Linked DNA regions of Mus musculus: regions 2, 3, 4 and 5 are each linked to region 1. A link is a contact called in public Hi-C and promoter capture Hi-C data. All regions are on one chromosome and are shown on one strand. Each heading gives the region's core, a stretch centred on a gene start, on an enhancer-like site or on the middle of the called end of the contact. The rest is flanking DNA. Distances are from core to core; before and after follow the strand shown. Region 1 holds the start of Fbxl7 (F-box and leucine-rich repeat protein 7). Region 2 overlaps Fbxl7 (F-box and leucine-rich repeat protein 7). Region 3 has its middle 27 kb from the start of Gm23903. Region 4 overlaps Fbxl7 (F-box and leucine-rich repeat protein 7). Region 5 overlaps Fbxl7 (F-box and leucine-rich repeat protein 7).

Evidence for each region. Promoter capture Hi-C pulls out the DNA fragments that hold promoters and counts their contacts. Hi-C and Micro-C count contacts between places; a contact is called where the count stands out from the background.
Region 2: a promoter capture Hi-C map of second pharyngeal arch cranial neural crest shows a contact between it and region 1. The contact joins the enhancer-like site here to the promoter of Fbxl7 in region 1. A contact is called at or near these places in 15 of 39 promoter capture datasets (the SN4741 cell line, cancer-associated fibroblasts, cranial neural crest and 9 more), 9 of 484 Hi-C or Micro-C datasets (Sertoli cells, cortical neurons, embryonic fibroblasts and 3 more), 9 of 115 datasets of contacts at active chromatin or transcription factors (cardiomyocytes, craniofacial prominence, embryonic basal ganglia and 6 more) and 3 of 9 other capture datasets (adipose tissue, liver and pancreatic islet).
Region 3: a promoter capture Hi-C map of cranial neural crest shows a contact between it and region 1. The contact joins the enhancer-like site here to the promoter of Fbxl7 in region 1. A contact is called at or near these places in 6 of 39 promoter capture datasets (cranial neural crest, liver, maxillary cranial neural crest and 2 more) and 1 of 115 datasets of contacts at active chromatin or transcription factors (stem cell-derived neural progenitor cells).
Region 4: a promoter capture Hi-C map of hippocampal neurons shows a contact between it and region 1, with 2.3 times the contacts expected there. The contact joins the enhancer-like site here to the promoter of Fbxl7 in region 1. A contact is called at or near these places in 3 of 39 promoter capture datasets (hippocampal neurons, liver and maxillary cranial neural crest), 4 of 484 Hi-C or Micro-C datasets (the N1E-115 cell line, granulosa cells, nephron progenitors and 1 more) and 1 of 9 other capture datasets (adipose tissue).
Region 5: a Hi-C map of the N1E-115 cell line shows a contact between it and region 1, with 7 times the contacts expected there. The contact joins the enhancer-like site here to the promoter of Fbxl7 in region 1. A contact is called at or near these places in 4 of 39 promoter capture datasets (cranial neural crest, frontonasal cranial neural crest, liver and 1 more), 3 of 484 Hi-C or Micro-C datasets (the N1E-115 cell line, embryonic stem cells and nephron progenitors) and 3 of 115 datasets of contacts at active chromatin or transcription factors (cardiomyocytes, craniofacial prominence and embryonic stem cells).

The regions. Positions count from the first base shown.
Region 1 is chr15:26,894,179-26,896,878 of GRCm38.p6, forward strand. Fbxl7 (F-box and leucine-rich repeat protein 7) reads right to left here and starts at 1,386. Exons shown (of 4, transcript NM_176959.3): 1 at 835-1,386. The coding sequence starts at 871.
Region 2 is chr15:26,653,914-26,656,613 of GRCm38.p6, forward strand. All of the region lies in intron 2 of Fbxl7 (F-box and leucine-rich repeat protein 7), which reads right to left. Among named protein-coding and RNA genes, the nearest start is that of Gm52205, 9.9 kb to the right of the region's middle. Within about 2 kb of position 1,333, at least 10 of the 459 cell types and tissues checked have an H3K27ac peak or open chromatin away from gene starts, as enhancers often do. A contact at or near this core is called in craniofacial prominence, hippocampal neurons and second pharyngeal arch cranial neural crest, where this site is marked.
Region 3 is chr15:27,087,994-27,090,693 of GRCm38.p6, forward strand. No RefSeq gene overlaps it. Among named protein-coding and RNA genes, the nearest start is that of Gm23903, 27 kb to the left of the region's middle. Within about 2 kb of position 1,333, at least 6 of the 459 cell types and tissues checked have an H3K27ac peak or open chromatin away from gene starts, as enhancers often do. A contact at or near this core is called in second pharyngeal arch cranial neural crest, where this site is marked.
Region 4 is chr15:26,729,557-26,732,256 of GRCm38.p6, forward strand. All of the region lies in intron 2 of Fbxl7 (F-box and leucine-rich repeat protein 7), which reads right to left. It also overlaps the pseudogene Gm6330. Among named protein-coding and RNA genes, the nearest start is that of Gm52205, 66 kb to the left of the region's middle. Within about 2 kb of position 1,380, at least 14 of the 459 cell types and tissues checked have an H3K27ac peak or open chromatin away from gene starts, as enhancers often do. A contact at or near this core is called in granulosa cells and hippocampal neurons, where this site is marked.
Region 5 is chr15:26,672,193-26,674,892 of GRCm38.p6, forward strand. The region is part of intron 2 of Fbxl7 (F-box and leucine-rich repeat protein 7); the gene reads right to left. It overlaps Gm52205 (a long non-coding RNA gene), which reads left to right. Exons shown (of 3, transcript XR_003951617.1): 3 at 1-157. Among named protein-coding and RNA genes, the nearest start is that of Gm52205, 8.3 kb to the left of the region's middle. Within about 2 kb of position 1,264, at least 9 of the 459 cell types and tissues checked have an H3K27ac peak or open chromatin away from gene starts, as enhancers often do. A contact at or near this core is called in the N1E-115 cell line, where this site is marked.

The DNA.
Region 1 (2,700 bases), core at 136-2,635:
AACCGCCTGTGCTCTGGGGAAAGGCAGGAAAGCCAACCCAGTCTCCTCACTCCTTTCAACCAGGTTCACTCGATACAGACCTTAACTCTTGAACTGTAGAAAATGTCTTTGCTTTGTGCATATCAGGGACATGCTGTTAATCACAGGGGTTAAAACACTACTGGTATTATGCAAAGCGGGGAAGGCGGGACTGAGGAGGCAACCCACACATCCATCATCCCTTTAGGAGTAGGCGGAGTTTAAAGTTTCCCCCAACTTCCAAGTACTCACTTGACAGGCAATATTTCTGTGCAATTTCCAGCCCCGAGTAACAGATGGTGCTCTGCCTGTCTTGAGCCTCGAGAGAGCCCAGACAAAGCTCCCAGCCACTCCATGCCTCGCGGGACCCATAGGTGGTTAGTTTCACAGACCTGTCAGACCAGGGCAGTTAGCAAAGAATGGAAGCTTAACTTCTTCCCGAAGTTTTTTTCCTGATAGGAGGAAGTCCAGAGGACTAAAGCACAAAAAGGCCTGGGAAAGTTTTGACTGCTTCAATTCTCTGCCAAACCATCACCTAGACCAAGGTGCGCAGAGAAGGAAAAGCTGGGGCACACGTGTTCAGAAACACAGCAGAAATGCAACTTGAGCAGTCCTAAAGACAACCTGGAAAATTGCTTAAGAGACCCCAGTGGTGGAAAGGCACGTCCAGGTACCAGAGACTGGATCAAGCAGAGCCCAAAGGGAAGCCGGCTACCCCGACGTCACCAAAGTAGGGTGCGCCTGAGCTGTGTGCGAGAGGAAAGGGAGGGGGCGCGATCCGGGAGTCGGGGGAGGGGGTACGTTCGGCCCACTCACCCTCACTGCCGTACTGTTTGCCATTGTTCGCGCCCATCCTGTCGCCGTCATGCCCGCCTCCTCCCTGGACACTGCATAGCTGGGGCGCACCTCCCAGGCGGCGGGGCAGAGGAAAGCGGGCAGGACCGGACCCTTAGCTGCACATGCCCCTTCCAAGGGCCGATTTGGGCTTGGGGGTCCGCAGTGCTCTGCGACCGGAGGGGTGGGACTAGGTCCGCTCCTGGCACCCCCGAGGGTGGCGAGCCAGCTCCAGAGCAACCACCGGAGCTCTCAGATTCCGCGCTCCGGGCGAGTGGGAGCAGCGCGAAGCACAGCCCGCGCCCGGGTGCCGCCCCTAGACTCGCCGCTCCACCGCCGTGGGGTCCCCATGCGCCTCCGCGGTCCCCAGCCGTGCGAGCCGAGCCGCGCCTGCCCCAGGCTGTCCGGCTCCTCGGCCTCCGCCTCCGCCCTGCGCCCCCGTGCGTCCGCGGCTTCCCCGGGGAGGGCGCGGCGGCCACTTGTTGCGGTGCCCCGAGTGAGCAGAGACTTGTGGCCCGGCGCTGCTCGCCTGCGGGCCGGACTTTTGTTAGCGCCAGGCGCCTCCTCTCGCCGCCCAGCGTCAATCACAGCTGGAGCCCCCGGGAGGAAGGCCGGCCCGGAGATGCGCGGCCTTTTAAAGGGGCAGCACGCCTTTTCCGGGCTCCGGCTCCTGGTCCCCGCCAGGGCTCTGGCTCTCCGTGCCACTCGCGAACCCTCCGGCGTGAAGGACCGTGCTGCGCGCTGTGTTTTCTGTGGACTGTGGGCTTCAAGACGTTCTTCGAATTCCCCTGGAGTTGTCTACAAAAAAAATGGCCCATTTGTGACGTTTACTAGAAACATGCAGTCAGTGTCCGGTTCTGGCACATTTCTGGTACCTGTGCTGGCAATCTCCAGCGGCTCCTTGGGTTTCGGGGCTAACGCGAGGAATGGAGGAGGGGTAAGGAAAACTTGAGAGGAACTTAGCAAGGGAGTGGTCTCTGGAGAGCAAAGACATTCCCCGCCCTGAGAAGGAGGTTTCCTGGCTCTGAAGTTTTGAAAGCTTCCGAGACACGACTTTTTTTTCCCTCCTCATTTATTTATTTATTTTTCTTCTTGTAGTTGATGCCATCTTTTATTTAGTAACTTACTACTTCGTTTGGAGATTTACGTGGCGTTTGCAAAGCCCCCTCCTCCTTTAAATCGCCCTTTGGTGTTCCTTCCATTAAATAGGGAAAAAAAAAAGATAGAGAATCTTAATGTCCTACTCCATTTCTATGTAAGTGCCTAGAAAGTCTCACTGAAGATCAGAACGTTGTTCACGCAGATTTTTTTGGTGGTGAAACGAACACGCAGCAGTTTCTCCTTACAGATGTTGTAAATTAAATTAAAGCTTAGTGATATGTTTATCTTTATATATACATAATTCTTGAATAGAAACCCAGGAGTTAGTAAACAATGGCTTCTTATGAGATGATTTGACTTCTTGTAAATTCTCCTTAGATGAGTTCCTACAATGCTCTTCATTAAAGATAAAACATTATGTTTCAAAGTTTAAAATCTATCCTTAACCATGCAGATACCATATTCTTAAGTAAACGTGTAAACGTTCAAAGATAGAACAGAATAATTATTGTGTTGGGAACCTTTTTTGTCTTCTACTCCAAAGCCATAAAAGAATGTTTTAATGTCTTTTAAAATATCTAAACAGTAATGTGTAATTCCTAAACACTTGTCTAATGAGATAAAATTAAAAACATTAAAATTAAAATTAATTTATGATGGGCTCCCTACAAGATTCTGCTAGAAAACACAAAATCAATCTAAAAATGAGTAGACAGCAGGGCTGTCTTCCTGCACAAGATGGATTCT
Region 2 (2,700 bases), core at 83-2,582, 240 kb before region 1:
AAATGTAGTAGGGGTTTTCAAACTATATATGGCCAGTTTCCTTAAAAGGAAAATCCCTGCATGTCTCCTAGGACTCAGAAGTTCTACGTATCATACGTTTACATTTTAATTCAACTTTTCTTTCACTTTTCAAAACTGTACCATGTGTACAGTAATTGTGTCAGTCTCAAAGTCTTATACCAAGAGTTGAACACAGCAGCTGTTTATCATTTCATGCTAATTAAATATGCTTTTCAGCATTACCCGTTACATTCTTTAGCCTCCAAGAGGCACAGGTAGATGCGAGAGGACATGCTATTCGCATATTTTAAATCGGAGATTTCTAAGCATAAGCAAATTTTAAAGTTAAGATTCCAAAGCCTTATTATTCACTATAATATGAGTTGATATCCAGGTGCATTTAATTTTAAGCTAGAAGAAGAGCATGGTATAAAAATGCTCCAGCATCTCAAGGGATAAGGAGAGGATTTGTCCCGAGTTGCACGAGTAACTGTAAAAGGGGACTTCTGATCTGTTTCCTTTGACATTTGCCTTCCTCGGTTTTTTTTTTTTTTTTTTTTTTTTTTTTTTTTTTTTTTTTTTTTTTTTTTTTTGATATACAAAGGAGCGATGTCTTCTTCTGATGCAAGTAAGAGGAGGGGTGGGCAAGCACATTCATCCACATGCCAAGCTGCATCTATGCTGATTTCTTTTGGTAATAAAATTTTAAGAAAGCTCTACAGGCTCAGATTTATGGAAAAAATGATCTTCTATTTTAATTCATCTATTTTGTAAATTGCTATATTGTCATACTGCTTTTCCCTGAAAATAAAACACAAGAATATGCAGATTAGTAAGGCATGAGCAATGCAGATATGCAGAGCTATGGAGTGGTACATGGGTTAAATACTAGAACTATTGATTGGTAGTTCATGCATTTTCTTCCAGTTTTATGATGATTTAAACAAAATGCATTGTTATACATGTGAACACAGGAATATTTAAAGCGAGTCTTATGAATATAAAGATAGATTATGAGAGATTTCTTTCTCTCTCCTGTGCTGATGCTGATGCCATGAAGTTACAAGAAACATCTGAGAGAAATTACCCAAAAAAATGTGAGAATTTTTTTCTTGCCTCGACATCATATATGCTGCGATCCAGACACAATTACCCTTTCGAATGTATTGCAGATGCAGCACTTAGTAAATGGGTGCAAGATGTTTGCTCGGAGAGAAGCTTGCCGGCCAGGGCTAAGGAAAACTGGCAAAAGCCGTTAGCAGAGGTTTCTAGAAGGTTGCCAACCCGGATCAGTTTTTCCCTGCGAGTTTTGGCAGCTGCATTCCATCTCTTCAGATTGCATTTATAATTGGTTGTTTCCATGGGAACATGGGTCTAAATCCATCATCTTCTGTATTAACCAGCTTTAAAATGGAGGTGTTCCCTGAGCAGAATGGGATTTGGGGCAGGGGTGGGGGATAACAACAAAACTATTGTACATATCTTGGCTATTCCACAAGTGTGACTTGCAGTCTCATGCTTATTATATTCATCCACATACAGAGTAGCATCTATTGCTCACTAATTTTCATAATGATCACTAACAGAATCTACGGACTCGGATGTGCTTACTTTTTGAACAAGTTCATCCTTATTCTTGTCACCTGGGGAACCCTGTTACGAAGGGCTTCCATTTGGCGTGGAAGAACCCATGACATGGTGCAGTTTTCTGTCTTTAATCCTGACCAAAAAAAAAAAAAGAAAAAGAAAAAAGAAAAAAAAAAGAAAGATTGGCTGTTCTTCATGCCTTAGATTTTAAAATCTCAGTAAATTCAAGTGAAAACTTGGATAAGCACTTGAATGTCTGGTATGTCCCAGCAAAGACCGCAATGGTGGTGGAGTTGGAGAATACATCTGACAGTAGAATTGGCAGGGGACTGTATTGACTTAACTTACTAGGTAAGTCTTACGCCATGCTGAAATTCTGAATTAGCTGAAACAAATCAAAAGGGCACTAGTTCTGTGAAACTTGCAAGTTTTTCCTGTAAATCCCATGAAAATCAATATCAAGCTCACAAAATCAGTTTCTGATTCCCATTCATTATCATTCCTGGTGAGTGTTAAATCTGGAAGGAATCTGAGGTGTGGAGAATATCGAACTAAATGTCAAGTAAATAAAGATGTAGTTTGTACTTGATGGCGCCAGAGTTGGGGTTGAGAAGAAGGTCATGAGCTATCACATTCCTAGGTAACTTTCTACTGAGTATGTAGGGGGAGGGCAGGTAGATATAGAAAGTAATTTCCATGATTGAACATTCTAGAATGTACATGTCTCAATTACACAAATGCCATCAAAGTATAAGCAAAACATCATGAATTGTAAAATGGGTTCCATTCAACTTATGACACTTATTCTCTCTCTCTCCCAGTATTACTGAGTAAGCAAAAGTCGTGTGTGTGTGTGTGTGTGTGTGTGTGTGTGTGTGTGTGTGTGTACGTGCGTGTGTGTGTGTGGTGGTGTTAACTTTTAAAATGTATGAAAAGAGAATTCCTATTCTGTGCTTTTCAATCTGTAAAAGGTTGGCCTGACTCAACATGTCTGTGGTATACTCTTGTCAACTCTATTCTCAGCTAAAATAGATCTTTACTCATGAGGATCACAATATTTGGAAGCCTTAGAAAAATTGGAGAGGAGTCCCTGTATTCCCAGGGGTGAAGGAG
Region 3 (2,700 bases), core at 83-2,582, 190 kb after region 1:
TTCTGGCAACCATGGGGACCCATTGGTTTGCCTGATGGAGATCTCAGGCAAGAACCGCCATGTCACCGGGCATCTGACTTTTCAGTAAGTGCGAACTGCAGAACCCCTTCTGTGGGGGTGGAAATCTGCCAACATGGGGAGGCAGTCAGGAGCAAGAGGAAGGTTAAGACATAGCCAAATCCCCAAAATTTCATCCTGGGATGGACAGGAGTCGAACTGTCTGCTTTCTTGCTCTGGGTCTGCATATCCTAGCTCACTTTGACTGTGTGACCCCCACCTCTGCCACCATTAAGGTAGCAATGTAGCCTGGTGGCCAAATTACAGGCTTAACTTCCTCTCTCCCTAGAAGGACTTGTCCAGCCAGCACCTAGAATTCCTCTTCCTGCAAATGAAGCATTTCCATCACCTCAGCCTCATCCAATATTGCACACTCACCCCCAAACCCCTACCCTCTCCCCAAGATTTATATAGCCCCGTATTACCCCTAGTAAAGGAAAGGTGTTTCACCGAGAACCCAAAAAAAGGCTATTTTCCCTGGAATTTGCCTCTGACCAAGGTTCTATGGAACCCATCCACCTGGATAGCAGAAGCTGCCCACACCCTTCCTCCTGTGTGATATTTAATATCACTCTCCAACCACCTAGACTAAAGAATGCACCAGCTCACGTGAGTTTGAGGGGTTTTGAGGTTTACCCCTGAAAGTTGCGTGACCCTCTTCAACCACTTCCGGGGTATGTTGAAGTATGTAGTTACCTGGTTTTAATTGTGTGTAGGTATGTGCGTATGATGATTGCATTCCCACATGCTCATGTGTGTGCACATGGGGACAGTGATTTGCTTGCATGTGTGTACCATGCAAGAGGAGACCAAAGGTCAATTCCAGGTATCTTGCTCTATCACTGTCCACCCTCATCTTTTAAACGTTGCCTCTCTCTCTCTGAGCCAGAGGCTTATCTACCTGGCAAGCCCAGCTTACCAGTAAACTCCGGTGAAGCTTCTGCCTCTATCTCCCCAAGTCTCAGATTACAGAGGCATACAACCATGTCCAACATTTGACTAAGCTACTAGGGACTGAAATTCAGTTCCATTTTGCCTTGTGTAGTTGATACTTTAGGGCCTCAACCATCTCCCCATCCCTTGAAGTTTTTCTCCCTCAAAACTTTTCACAGGCCCGTAGGGAACGCACACTGAGACAGCGTCACCAAAATAAGGGTAAAGGATTATTTAGATATAAAACACTCGGATCTTTCTCATGTATTCCTTAAGCTGATCTGATTAGTTCTCGAGAATGACTGCAGAGTCATGCCAGAACAGAACAGGTTTCTACTTAGGTCTACTTGGAAAGAGAAAGAAAACTACATACAGCTGTTCCGGGCCTGGGAAATGCTGTGCAGACCTGACAGCAGCTGCCTGCATGCCAAATACTTCCAGCAACTTCTAATTAAATCCAGCTCAGGAGAAACTGTATGATCTCTATCATGTGACTTCTGTCTGTGTCAGGGATGCTTGTTTCCCCCTTTGAAAGTTTCTCTGGAAAAAAAAAAAAGATATCTATTTTTTCAATCTAAAAGAGCTGAGTTATCCAGACCCAAACCTGTGCTTTGGCAGGAGGTTAGAATCCCCATAGGGGCTGGAAAGTGTCAAGGAGGATGATCCCCTGTGTGGGGGGTGCAGAGTGAGAACTTTCCTGATCCTATAGCTTTGCTACACTCTCTCTATCTCAAGAAATTAAACATGTGCACATTTGTGCTTTTTCAAGTTTGTTTCACGACACTTCGCTAATGATCCTAAATTAACCATAAGAACACACTGGCATAACACATCAGCAGCATGTAGAGGCATGTTGTCTATTTATGATTCCACACAGCCACATGAAGGAGGAAAGCAGAAATTCTTATCCCCACCTCATGTCCGAGGACCCTCAACACCTAATTCCTGAGGTGTGCTTGGTCACACAGCTATCAGCTTTTAAGTAAAACTTGGCATCAGACTTGACAGCCTGAAGACCCCTGCTGCTTCCACTCAGGCCACTCCCTCATGGCACTAGGAAGATGCACAAATCAGTCTCTTCCCTCATCCACATGTGCCACTTTACCCAAGAGCAGGTATTTACTCTCTTGGGAAACCTACTCATATATTTAAATATCTTTGTGTGACTCAAAATTTTTTCACCCTAGGAAAATGTTGGTAAACGGAGTAGCTCGAGGTGAGACCAGCTCATTGTACTCAAGACAAAGCTCATTGCACATTGTTAACTAATGCTGGGGAGCTGTAAAATCTCACTCTTCTTGCCTAAATTGTACAAGATGCTCATCTCTCTAGTACTAGTATGCAGGTGCCAGGAATCAGTCCACAGTGTACATTTGCAAAATCCCTCAGGCCAAATCCCAAAAATAGGAAGGAAAAAAATCTGGCTGTGAATAAGATTTTCATTAAGGTAAACAGAGGGGCAATCCACGCCCACTGGCACAGTTGTTCTGAGTACTAATGCTCATTTCCATATGATACCACATTCCCAGACTATTGGTAAGTGTGCAAGGGGCTGTGAACACTTGTGTTCCATTATGAATGAAATCAACAAACATGAAAATTATTTAACAGGTCCAAACTCTGTGGAAGCACTTGACTGTCAGTTTATTTTATTGTTTGGAGAGCTTAATATTCTGGATAATGAATGCTGGCTTTGCAATAGATAAACAC
Region 4 (2,700 bases), core at 130-2,629, 160 kb before region 1:
GGAGCAGCTCTGCAGCCAATACTCTTCCAGGCCTGCATTGGCTTCGAGGGTCTGGATGAAGAGCTTCAGACTCAGGCCTACCTCCTCCATGTCCAACATCAAGAAAGGCAGGACAGACTCCTTGAGCACCTCATCTGGCTCCAGAAGAGCAGCCACAGGATCGGCCTCCTTTCTTATACCATCTATGACTATCTGTCCAGGGTGGTACCACTGCCTATAGGGTGGTCCCTCCAATATCAATCACTGATCAAGAAAATTTACTACAGGCTTACTTCCAGGCTAATCTGGTAGAGGCATTTGCTCAGGCTGCTCCTGTGACGTTCCAGGCAGCACATTGAAAGCAAAAGGAAGTAAGTATGCTCGCACAGTCAGTTTTAAATGCAGGCACTATTGGATTGCTGTGAACCTAACACGTGGCAGAATGTGAGACCTGGGAAGGGGCTAAAGCTAGGGAGCATTCTCGATTGCTACTATTTGAACATGTTCTCCAATGTTCTGTGTTGGCAGTGATGTCACTTAGCTGGGGGCTCTTTAAGGACATCTACCTAGTTAGTGGTGTAGCACTGAGGGCCTTCTCCTACGAGATCCAGGTTAGTTTTCTGCAGAGGGTAGATAGCAAGGAGCACTCCTCGGATCTTCCCTTGACTCTAGCTTATTATGTAAGCGTGTCCTCTCCCAGACGAAGCTCTCTGCCTCTCCATGATATGTGAGAAGATCTAGACTAATCTCTTGCCGATGCCATGCTCAGAACTGAGCTGAAGAATCTTCTCTTTATCAACCGCTCCATCTCTTGGCATTCTGTTACACTAATAGGAAATATACTAACGCAGTGTATCAGGTTAAGTTTCTCCAGCTTTTCTCAGCTCCTATGTTTCTTAAGAGCAGGCACCTAGGTTTATTTGTGCATGTACCACTATAATTTTGCAAAATGGTTTATGAGGACGCTGCAAAAGAAAGCTGGATGTGAGCACATGATTGACAGAAGTGGTGAATGGGTGGGCAGGTGGTGTGGGCTGCCAGGGCATGTTTGCCATTATATCTCACAATATGTTGAACATTATCTAAACAATAATCGCACTCGAAACTTAACAGGCTTTTATAATCTGAAGTTTCATTGTCTAAGAGCCTTTGGCAGACATTACCATTTCTCCCTTTCCATATACAAAGACTAGAGCTTAAGAAGGTTAAAGGGAGACAAATATATTTGAAAGTTGATAGGAAAAAAAAAAGATTATAACTTCTGATCTTTGAAGTGGAAAAAAATTCAGTAAATTAGAGCATTTCAGAAAAATTGTTTGCTGAACAGTTTATGGTAAAATTTGGAGGACAGAGGAGATGAGTCATCAGGCCCAGCCTCAATCTCCTACACTTACCATCTGCTCCCCTTCTCGGGAACAGGTGTACCCCAAGGGGCTGTGTGACAATATGGCAGCCTTTTCAGATATCCTCTAAAGAGGATTTCAGATGTGAAACAAACACCCACCCCTGACCCCACTTACACACTAAGACTTCCCCCCTTCGCTATAATCTGCCCTCAAACATGGTTTACATTTTAAAGCACAACTGATAAGAGCTGAGTCAACTAGAGTATACTGGGAGGCCTCATTCAGCAATCCTTTTTGAGACTTGTCTACAGGAAACACAAGTCAGACCTCCACAGAGTGGAGAAGTTCCCTGAAGGTGACCTTGGTTGCTGCTCTATGCTGACAAAGCCCAGCCTCTCTCCTACATGACATTCCAAAAACAAGGTCACAGAACCTAGAAGTGCCTCGGTACAGTCACATCATGGCATCCTGCAGACACTAAGCTGATTCGTTAAAAACAACAGTAAATGATTCAGTGAGTAGAGGGTTTCAAAAACAAGAAAAGTTGAGTTTCAGGTTGCCAGAGACTATGCCCAGTCACCCCTGCACCACTAGGGTAACTGAGTAATTGTGCACTTGAAGCAAACATTACATGAATATGCAACACCCCTTTTGCCCTCCTCTCCATCATAAATTAAGTAGCACTGCTTCTTGGCTTTTGGAAGCACTACAGGAGCAATAATAAGCGTTACAGTCTATTTGTTATGACTAAACAGTGTCTGAAGCTCTAGATGCACATAATGAAACCAAGTGAGCCTCTATGCTCACACGTGTTTTCAACACGTAGGGAACCTCGGACAGAAACATGTTTCTCCAGTGTCTAAAAGCATGGAATAGGAGATAATGTCTACCAACTGAGCTTTAACCATGGTAAAGCATGCAACAGTAGCTCTCCTCCGACCCAGTACCCTTTCAGAGCTCTCAGAGATATGTTTTGGGTCATCAGTTACTTACTGATGAAGAGGATTGTACTTTTGCAGCTGCACATAAGCATTTAGATCAATGTGTTATAAAAAGAAGACATTGGTAAGTCATGAAAACATAATGTTAAAGCAGTACATCGCTTCTATGATGATACTGAATACTGACATATCATTCCTTTTATGGCAAGGTCAGAGTTGAGAAGATGGCTCAGTGGATCGAGGGCTTACTGTGCAAATGTGAAAAACCAAGATCAGATCCCTAGCACCCAAGTCAACACCTGGTGATCATATCAGCTGCAGGCCATCTGAGGACTTAAGATGTATAAACACAAGAGGCCCAGAACAAGGTTATGCTCTGACAGACCAGAATGGGAGCTCTCAGGTGAGAGACCCTGAGTCAGTAAACAAAAAGG
Region 5 (2,700 bases), core at 14-2,513, 220 kb before region 1:
AAACTAATAGCATCTTTTTCGTTGATTAAAATTTTTACACACACACACATACATACAAACACATAAATAACCCCCTGAGTCAGTAATTCTTCCATGTCTGTATATGATTTCATGGCTCACCACTTTGTATTCAAAAAATAATTAGGAATTCAGACCTAGGAGGGACACATTCTTTCAAAATAATTCTATAACTAGTATGAATGTCTATTCAGCTGTCTTCATTATGAGGTTTTCATGAATCAACAACACTAGAATAACTGGAGATGAGCACCTTGAACAGGTTTGGTCCAAAGTTCTTAACACCATTGCCCACAAGCTCAGTTGGTAGCTATAAAATTTTAAAGAGCACCTCACACCACTCTTCATAGTAATGGATAACACACGTTCTGGGTATAGGCTCATTCTTTAACTTCCCTTTCCCTTTCCCTTTCCCTTTCCCTTTCCCTTTCCCTTTCCCTTTCCCTTCCCCTTCCCCTTTTCCCTCTTTTCCCTCTTTTCCCTCTTTTCCCTCTTTTCCCTCTTTTCCCTCTTTTCCCTCTTTTCCCTCTTTTCCCTCTTTTCCCTCTTTTTTTCCCTCTTTTTTTCCCTCTTTTTTCCCTCTTTTTTCCCTCTTTTTTTCCCTCTTTTTTTCCCTCTTTTTTTCCCTCTTTTTCCCCCTTTTCCCCCTTTTCCCCCTTTTCCCCCTTTTCCCTTTTCCCTTTTCCCTTCTCTTCTCTTCTCTTCTCTTCTCTTCTCTTCTCTTCTCTTCTCTTCTCTTCTCTTCTCTTCCCTCTTCTCTTTCCTCTTTCTTCCTCTATTTGTTTCCTCTTTCTTTTCCTGGTCCCCTTCCTTGTCATGTTTACATTTCTTTTGCTAGATTATACTAATATATTTCCCATCAGAAACCATCTATAACTCATCTGTAGGATCAAACATCTACATGAATTAATTGTGGAATATAGGTCACAGTTCTTTACCTCTGTCAATTCAGGAACCTGGGGTCATGTGGTTCATTGTTACCAGGGCTCTCCTACTCGAAGTATAATGCTATGCAACCCTGCTCATTTCAACTTACAGCATGCCAAGCTAAAGGTCTCCAGGCTTTTCCAAAAACTCCCTGGAGTACAAAATTACTCCTGATTGAGTACCACGGGAAGAGGTAACATTGCCAGACTGAGATTGGGATGGAGCCAGAAGATGTTTAAACATTTAGGGTTAATGAAAAGAATTACCAGCCAAATACTAGAACAGGCCAGCTTAATTCCTTACAATGAGCCGGGCAAGAGGCCAAGTTCAGCTGCCCCAGTTGGCGAAACAGAAAGAGGTGAGGAGATGGGGTGAGAAGCAGACACAAGCACATGGATAAACAAAACTGTAGGACAATATTTATGGATGGAAGAGTAAGTAACAGATGAAAACTCTAGATAACACTGTTTACTTTTGGCTAGACATCAATTGATCTGGTGTTGCATCCTTAGTTACATCGCAGCTGACTAGAGCCTCTCCATTTCCTTTGCCTGAACAGTCTCTACTGGGAGGTCACAGACAACACAGGCTGTTACCCATATTTTGATAAAGTATCAGCTGAGAAAATATCCATTATCAATCATAAAGGACAAAATGAAAACAGTAACAGCCAATCTGTTCATGGCTTTTATTGCTTAATTGCGCCAGTGCAGGCTCTTATCTACCAGTCAACCCACTTGGCTTCTGCCTGCCTTTAGGTTCAGGTAGAAACATCATAAAAGCCTGGCCTCACACTGATCTTCACAATCCCACTGTTCTCTGCTGGGCTCATGGTTTCAGGCTTGTCCCCAAATCACCTTAGTATAAATCATAAGTAAAGGTTGGAACTGACAAAGCTGGGTCCTCTTGGCAGCCTGGGGGTTGGTGGGATCACAGAACAATTGCCTTGGCATTTGATCAATGGGAGCCTGTGCTCAGAGGAACGTTGTCTGCATATCACCATGTAAGGGCCCATCTACTTGAAATCCATATTGCATCTATGTACTACAGACTGTACCTGTGATTTCCTACTCCCCTCTTCATTTTCTTTCACAGGGATGAAACTAGGGTTCCCCCTCTTTCCCCCACCCCCACACGATACCAGAGGGATATGTTCTGAGACTTTACAAACTCTGTCATTTCTGTCTTATGTCTTTGCATGAGACCACATTTCTGTCAGCTCACTCCGTAGCAAATACAGCATCCACAACCTGTTTGGAAAACAGTTTGAGCATACTCCGGCCTCAAATACTTTTTTTTTAAAACCATATTCCTCCTTTCTTGGTACTACTGGAAATGCATAGTTCCTGGATTTTGTGGTTATTCCCAGCTTCCCGGAGAACCTTTGTGAGAACCTGTCACCATCCCCAGTGCCTCACTTCCTTAATCACCCTATCTACTCTGGGGACTAACAGTTTAATACAATTATAATATTGTTGAGTTGATTGCGTCCTTAGTATATGAGTACCACGAAGACAAGATCCTTAATACATTACTAGTTTCCCTCCTATAACTAAAGAATATCTAGCCCAGAGCAGACTACTAAAATATGTGTGCATGTATGTCAACAAACTTCTTTATTTCTATGGTTTTTATGTAAACATAAAACAGTAAATAAAAGTATTGAATCGGCTCATACACAAGTTTTGGTATTTACATTTTTTTTTTCCATTTTTTATTAGGTATTTAGCTCATTTACATTTCCAATGCTATACC